2 separate regions of the Hordeum vulgare genome follow, and region 1 is linked to region 2. The links are chromatin contacts, called in public Hi-C maps. All regions are on one chromosome and are shown on one strand. The core of a region is the stretch at or near the end of the contact, and the rest is flanking DNA. Distances in the headings are between cores, read along the strand shown.

Region 1 (3,951 bases), core at 888-3,387, 34 kb before region 2:
TTTTAGGTACATGGAGAGTAAAATAATAAGACCGCAGAGAGAGAAGAAATTTTGCGAGGTGCTTAAAACCGATCGAATGTAAAAAAAAAATATAAGGATAGTATGGCCATCTGACCATAAAGTATACCCACCTCTTTATGTGGCATGCACGAGCTTACCTAATTGATCCCCCCACCTATCACATCCCTCCATCCTAGGTCTGGCCCATTTCCTTTTTCTTTTTAAAGGTAAAAAATAGGTGCAAGAAGTAGGATTTAAACTCCTAACCTCTTAGTTTACTTCCACGTGATGTAACCAATTGAGAGAGCTCACTTGTTGTGCCTAGTTACTTCTTTTATTCTTTTTATTGTGCATCTTCTCCGTCTATTTTATTCTTCTTTTTTGTCCTCTTTTCGGTTTTATTCTTTTTTCTGTACACACCCCGTCTGACCTAGGCTCGGCCCAAATTCCTTTTTGTATTTGAAACTCCTCGAACATATTTTGTATTTGTGAACAAGTATTGAAAAAAAGAACATTTTATGAATTTGAAAACAAATTTTGGAAATAGGGACATTTTTTGAATCAGTGAAGTTTCTTTAAGTCAACGAGCACTTGGCCATGGGTAGGCTAAAAGGCTTCGTCTGGGAGTGCGTTATTTCTCGACATCCGTCAAATGGCTTCATATATTTTCCTTATCCCCGTATTTCTCGACATCCATCAACTGACTCCAAATAACATAAGTTCGTCATTCCAGCTCGACCAATAAAGGTCAGGATTAAAGTTTTCATCCCTAACCTAAAACGATACTCCAATCATCGTCTTGACATTGAATCTTCCGATAGTTGCACCAGTCAATACTCCACGCCAGACCGGAAAGGCACTAGTGGGTATGTGGGACATCTTCCCACCTTAGAACACCGCCACAACCATCGGGGGGGGGGGGGGGGGGGGGACCTTGTTGCAGTGCAAAAGTGGTTGCTACTACTCCACACTGACATGAGTCAATTTGACAAGGCCAAGAGTTTAAACATCCTTTCCGAATAAAGCATACAAAATATGGGTTACATGTGTGACACTTAGTATATTGTGTCTATCATACTAAAATTAAAACCCATACTTAACACATCATATGTATGTAGTGATGGACAACATGCTCGTCAACCTTGCTTCACTCAACTATAATAAAACTTTAGCCCGCTAATCCAGTCATCATCAGGTTTCTGTGAGTATGTGTGTTGCAACTCGTAAAACATTAGCAAACAGAGTGTAGCTCTGCCGTTTTGGTTCTTTATTATGGAACCAACCCTCTAGGCTTCAAGTCCTAGACCTAACACGAGTGGTTCTTATTTTATTGGATTTATTTTATTCTTTCCGACAATGTCCGTTGACAAAGTACATGTTATTGAGCCACACAATGGCCCACCCATTATGAGGTCCTTTTAGGCGGAGTGAACCGAGCCATCGTTGTGTTGGGTCCTCCTATTCTACGTGTTGTGGGCCACCCAATATCCCCGTCGTGCATTGGCTTTCGTCTCACCTAGGGAAATCATGGGTAGATCAAAACCCACTACATCTGATGCCGCTGGAAAAATATCAAGCATGCTCAAAATAAGGCAAAACATCTGATTTCTAAAATATCTACAAATTAATTAATTTATAAACAAGTAAAATGTGAAATTTATAAATTTACTACATTAAGGTTTCATGTATTAGAAATAAATACTGCTCACAAATTACAAATATATTTTGAATTCTAATTGTTTAAACAAATCATCAATATTATTGATGATGTACATTTTAGGGAAAATAGTAAACCTTAAAATACTCAGGAATTTATTAAATGTTCATGAATTTACAAAAGTATTTAAATTTCTAAAATTATCCGTGTACAAAAATCAACATTTTAAAAAAAGTTCAATATTTGTAAAATAAATTCATTCATATTTAAAAAGCCACTGTTTTATAAAAGTGTCCATGTAATTTAAAATGGAAAATAAAGTCGAAAGTTTAATCCAGAAATGAAGAAAGAAAAGATAAACTGGGAAAACAGAAATGTATGGCAAACGAAAATATCCATAAAAACACCATTGCTTGGGTCGGCCAATATTGGTGCTGTGAGCCTTATGGCGGCTATTTAAGAGTGTGGCTATGACTCGCCCGCAGCAACATACGTGCTCCTCATGTCCCGAAGGCCCTAAATGGACTGGCTCATAAGCACGCAGGTACATGTACAGCTTTTGTTCGTTTTTTTCCTTCAGTTAATTTACATTTTTTTCTTTCTAAACAAATATATTTACAAAACATTAATGTAAATAATATGTTTTTAATATGTCCACCACAAATTTGAGAAAACAATTAACACTATGCAAAAGTTTGCAAGTGTTTTTTTTAAGTTGATAGCATTAATTAAAGTGCATGACATTTCAAAAAATGTTCACATGTTTCAATAAAATGTAAATGACATTTTGTGAAAATTTAATATAATTCGTTTAATTGAAGAAAGAAATGTTATACCATTCATAGAATATGTTATATTTTTAAAAACTGTTAACTCGTTATACAAATATCTTTGAAATTTCTAAAAAGTGTTTATACAATATAAAGAACGTTTGCGTAAGTTAGAAAAATTGTATCTATGATTCAGATTTTTTTTAACATGTATTTGATTTCTCAATACATATTAAAAAATATTTACAAACATGCATTTATAAAAATGTTAATCGTGTATTTCAAAAGGGTAAAACGTCAATAAAATGTATATGTGTACGAAAAGGGTACAGTGTGTATTAAATAACAGTCATCAAAAAATATATTATTGAAATAGTAACCATGTATTTGGAAAACTTTAAATGTCTATAAAAATATATTCCTTATATATACAAAGAATGTACATTGTGCACCAGAAATGTAGCCATGTGCTGAAAAAAGGGGAAAATTGAAAAATATAGAATTTGACATCTCACTTTTACCACATTTAGCTTTCGACAATGTATCACAAATGTCAGTCCACCTTTATCACCATTATATTTTATCAATGTATCACACTTGCCACTTTTGAAAATTGTGCTTTGCCATGGAATGATAGTTGTGATGTATTGTCAAAAGCTAAGAGTGACAAAGAAGAAATCTCAAATCTAAAGTGGCATAAGGAAAATAGGAGAAAACTAGAGTGCCATTTATTTTCCCAAATTGAAATATATTTCTCGCAACAATGTGTGTGGCATCATATAGGGGTGTCCCTATGTCTTCCTTATAGCGGGACCCACGGAACTCTAGTGTCAAGCAAAACGCTAGATGGGCAGGCCTCGCCATGTGAGAGACCACACATTGCTTTTTCTTTTCTTTTTCTTTCATGTTTGTTCTTTTATTTATTTTTACTTTCGTTTTATACTTCCAACATTATAAATAAATATATTACAAACAACACTATACATAAAACATTTTAAACTGAATGTTAACCAGGCATTGAAAAATGTTAAACGTGTTTAGAGAAAAAGTTTCTCATGTATATGAAAAATATATACAAGAAAAAGAGAGAATTGGTGTGAAAAAGTTGATCATTTATTTATGAAAATGTTAAACCAAGCATTTAAAATGAAATGTTAAACAGCTATTTGGAAAATGTTAATCAAGCATTTGAAAATATTAAATACGTATAGAAAAATGTTGAACATGCATTAGAAAATGCTAAACTTGTATTTTGAAAAATATTAACAAGAATTTAAATAAAATAAATAAATCTTACATAGAAAAGATATTGACCATGTATGCACACAATGTTAATATGGTATTTAAGAAATGTTAACCAATTATTTAAAAAAATTCAAACATGCGTAGATAAAATATTGACCATGTATTTAGAAAATTGTAAACTTGTATTCAAACAATGTTTATCAAGCATTTTCAGAAACGTTAGATATGTGTAAAAGATGTACCATGTATTAGAAATATTTATTAATTTTCTGTTCAAAT
Region 2 (4,009 bases), core at 768-3,267:
GCCCTTTGCCTCCCGTATTGGGCCAGCCCATCTAATAGATCTGGCGCTCGTGCAGGCCTTGAAAAAGTTTATTGATTTTCAAAAAATAAAGTAGACCGATTTTGCGAAAAATGTTGCGAAAAATGTTTTTCTAAAAATAATAATAATCAAATTTGAAAAACGTTTATCACATTTGACAAAGGTTCATTTATTTTCATAAAAAGGTCAGTGATTTTGAAAGACGTTCCTCCAATTTGAAAAAAAGATAATTGCTTTAAAAAAAATCATCAAATTTTTAAAAAGTTCATAGAATTCGTAAAAAGTTCATCAAAATTTTAAAAAGTTCAATAAATATTAAAAACAGTTCATTGGATTTGAAAAAGTTCATCAATTCTTTTAAAAAGTTTGTTGAATTAAAAAGAATCATTGATTTTGGGAAAACGGTTTATCAAATTTCCAAAAATGTTCGTTCAATTTGAAAAAAATTCATCAATTTTGGCAAAAGTACAGTAAATTTGAGAAAAACATCGATTCGAAGAAAAGGATCCTGAACTATAATACAATCATCGAGCCAAGCAGAAAAAAAGGAAAAATAGAAACAAAAAACATAAGCAAAAAAGGAAAACCAAAGGAAGAAATAAGAAAAGAGCAAAAGAAAATTAGTCCATGCATTGGCACGGTGGTTACTGCTTGTTAACCCGAGGTTGAAGATCGAGAGTTCGATTTCCCGCGACGCTAGTCCATTTTCTGTCTTCAAAACAGAAAGAAAAAAAGCTGAGATGGCCCGGCCCCGCGCGGGGCGTTGCAGGCGCCCATAGCAGAAATTCACTGTAACAAACGCCTGCGGCGCTAAATAGGATTTCCCCGAGATATAGCTCGTGCCATCATCATCTTGTTCCAAGTAAAAGCCCTGCCCGAAATCACTAGTAAGCGAGTACACCTTTTAATGGTTACTCCCACCTCCCAGATTGCGACAAGTGGTGTAGTATATGCGTGCCACTTGTCACGACCTGGGAGTTTTTCCTTTTTTGGTAGATTCGTATTTTCAAAACGTTTTATCTCCTAAATCGTGCGTTCAAATCTTGAACTATTTTCATCGTCGGGTTTCTCGCGTCGAGATCTTCAAAACTAGATTCCATATTGATAGGTTTTGACAAATTATTTTTTCACGAAAACACTGGACGAAGAAACCATCGTTTTTTTCCTTTCCGAGATGCATGATCGTGCCTCTCGCGGAAGCAAAACCGTGCCTCTCGCGGAAAAAAGAGGGAGAGAGAGCAGAAAACGCGTTTTTTTTTCCTTTTCCCGTGTCTCTCGCGATAGCAAAAGCGTACACCTTGCGGAAAAGAGAGAGAGAGAGAGAGAGAAGAAAACACGGAGGCATGCCTGTGCCTCTCGCGGCAACAAAACCATGCCTCTCGCGGAAGTAAAATCGTGTCTCTCGCGAAAAAAGAGAGCAGAAAACACATTTTTTCCTTTTGGAGAGGCACGACCGTGCCTCTCACGATAGCAAAACCATGCCTCTCGCGGAAGCAAAACCGTGCCTCCCATAAAAAAAAGGAAAGAGAGAGAGAGAGCAGAAAACACGTTTTTTCCTTTACAAGAGGCACGACCGTGCCTCTCGCGGGAAAAAAGAGAGCGAAAAACACGTTTTTTTTCTCTTTCCAAGAGGCACAGTCGTGTGAAAAAACCTCGAAAAAAATCACTCTAAAAAGCCGAAAACACGTGCGAAAAAATAAAAAAAGTAATATACGAAGGGAACACTCAGAACACGACACATGACGGCGGCTGAGAATGCGTCTAGTGGCGGCGCGTGGGAGCGATCGCTGGGAGGCTCTCGAAGGAGCGCTTGCTAACTAGTTGATCCCAGCCGTGCCACGCAGAAAATAAATAACCGCTGCCATCTGGGCTGTTTTTTCTGTGTGAATATGTGATCTGGGCCTAGGACACGAGCCTTTCGAGCCCGCTCAACGCGTATGCTCTCGGCCCGTGTAGGCCTACTTTGCACCTGGCCGACTGATACAACCGAAGCAACACCGGAAACGAAAGCATCCCAACCTCCGCACCACCGCACCTCGGCGAGACGGCGACCATCTCCCTCATGCCGTCGTCGTCGCCGGCGATGGCATCCCAGCCACCGCCGACGCCTCCGGCTCAGGAGCTCGACCTCGACGCCTTCCTCCCGTCGTCTCCCGCCTCCTCCTCAGCCTCCGACGCCGACGCCGATCACCGCCGCGCCGTCGACGACCTGCTCCTCCTCCTCTCCTCGTCCGACTCCGACTCCGACGACGAGCCGACCCGTAAGCCCACCACCAACCTCAAACCCCTAACCCGTACCAAAGCCCCACCGCCGCCCCCTAAACCTTCTTCCCCATCCCCTCCCGCGTCTGCCTCCGCCTCCGCTTCACCCGGGAGATCCACATCCGCATCGCCGTCGGCGACGCTCTCCTCCCTCGTCTCGAGAACCTTCTCGAGCAACGCAGCTTCCTCTTCCACCTCCTCGGCGAGGCCACTCCCCTCGCTCTTCCGCGGTGTCCGCCCCAGCCCCAAGCCCGGCGCCGCCCTGGCCGCGGCGGCAGCCGCGTCCCGCGCCGTTCTCACCCCGCACGCCGCTGCAATTAAGTCCCGGCGCACCGCCTCCGCGCCCATCGGGAAGCTCCTCGACGAGGGCTCCAGCTCCGAAGCCTCCGAGGGGATCCTTTCCACTGGAAATTTCGAAGCAGAGGAAGTAGCTGAGAAGGTCAGCGAGGAAGTGGTTGCTAGGGTGACCGAGGAAGCTGTCGGTGGGAGTGGGGATGAAGAATTGGAAGAGTACAAGCATGGGGAAGTGGGGACTGAAGAGAATTCCGAGCCCTCCGAATTGGTGGACCTAGGCAATGTCGATTCTGTTGCTGTGGAAAATCTCAACGAGCAGGAGCAACTTGGGGGCGAGAATTTGGCAGAAGCAGATCAAGTTGGGAGTCAAATTGGGCTTGTTGATGAAGAAAATAGTGATGAGGAAATTACTGATGGAAATTTAGTGGAATCTGGTGAGATTGTGGATCAAGATGGGTCAGTATCCGAGGAAAAGACTGATGATGGACTGGAAGTTGAACGTTCTGACACTGATTTGGAAGAGCAACTGGAATCTGAGAGCATCATTGATAAGGTGATCGAAGAGAGGTTGGAGATCACCAGGATGGCTGAAAAAAATGCAGAGAAAAGACCGAAGGTACCGATGAAACCATTGGAGCGGGCTGAGGAGCTTGAGAAGAGGCAGGCCTCATTTGGGCAACACTGGGAGGAGGGAGCAGCAGCACAACCCATGCACCTGGAGGGGATTGGGAAGGGGCAACCAGCTATTGGTTACATGCAGATTGAGGTGGACAACCCAATAACTCGTGCCATGGCATCTCCGTCTTTTAGACAGGACCATGGCTCTCCTCAGGTCTTAGCAGTACATAGGAGCTATATTGCCATGGGCATGTCCACTGGATCTGTTATCATCATCCCAAGCAAATACTCCATCCATCAAGCTGATGATACAGATGCAAAGGTTAGTCATTGCCTCCTTGGTGCTGGTGTGCATATTGCTTGTTTTGGTCAATACTATATGGTTTACTGGCATGCTTCACATGTTGGAATTTAAGATATTTCCGTATTATGTGGTATAAACTTGAAGATGATTCATTAGATAACAATGAGTCGTAGACACTACTACTTGGGGTCACAATTTTGCTAGAGTTGTAGGCATCACTTGGTGTTACAGTTTGCCGGACTTCACACCTTCCTTGACTTGAAGAGAAATTTGGGAGGAAAACAGATGTAGTCATACCAATTTTACTGGGATGACCGTACATTGTATTTTGTGCACCATCATTCTGAAACAAGTCTTGTGATCAGGGTTGTACTTACATCTTGTATAATTAAGTCAATCCAGATTCAGTGTGGTGCAAATAATGATATTGAACTTGACATGCAAACATCTGGTGTTCCCATTACTGCCCTAGTATACCAGACTTGAATACAAACATGTCATTTAGGTAGAATT

What was found. A called contact is a pair of places that touch in the nucleus more often than the background predicts.
Region 1: a Hi-C map of leaf shows a contact between it and region 2, with 4 times the contacts expected there. The contact joins the enhancer-like site here to the promoter of LOC123406036 in region 2. A contact is called at or near these places in 2 of 6 Hi-C or Micro-C datasets (leaf and seedling).

Annotation. Positions count from the first base shown.
Region 1 is chr6H:30,465,132-30,469,082 of MorexV3_pseudomolecules_assembly, reverse strand. No RefSeq gene overlaps it. Among protein-coding and RNA genes, the nearest start is that of LOC123406036, 35 kb to the right of the region's middle. Within about 2 kb of position 2,137, at least 1 of the 3 cell types and tissues checked has open chromatin away from gene starts, as enhancers often do. A contact at or near this core is called in leaf, where this site is marked.
Region 2 is chr6H:30,430,521-30,434,529 of MorexV3_pseudomolecules_assembly, reverse strand. It overlaps LOC123406036, which reads left to right and starts at 2,017. Exons shown (of 20, transcript XM_045099537.1): 1 at 2,017-3,514. The coding sequence starts at 2,081.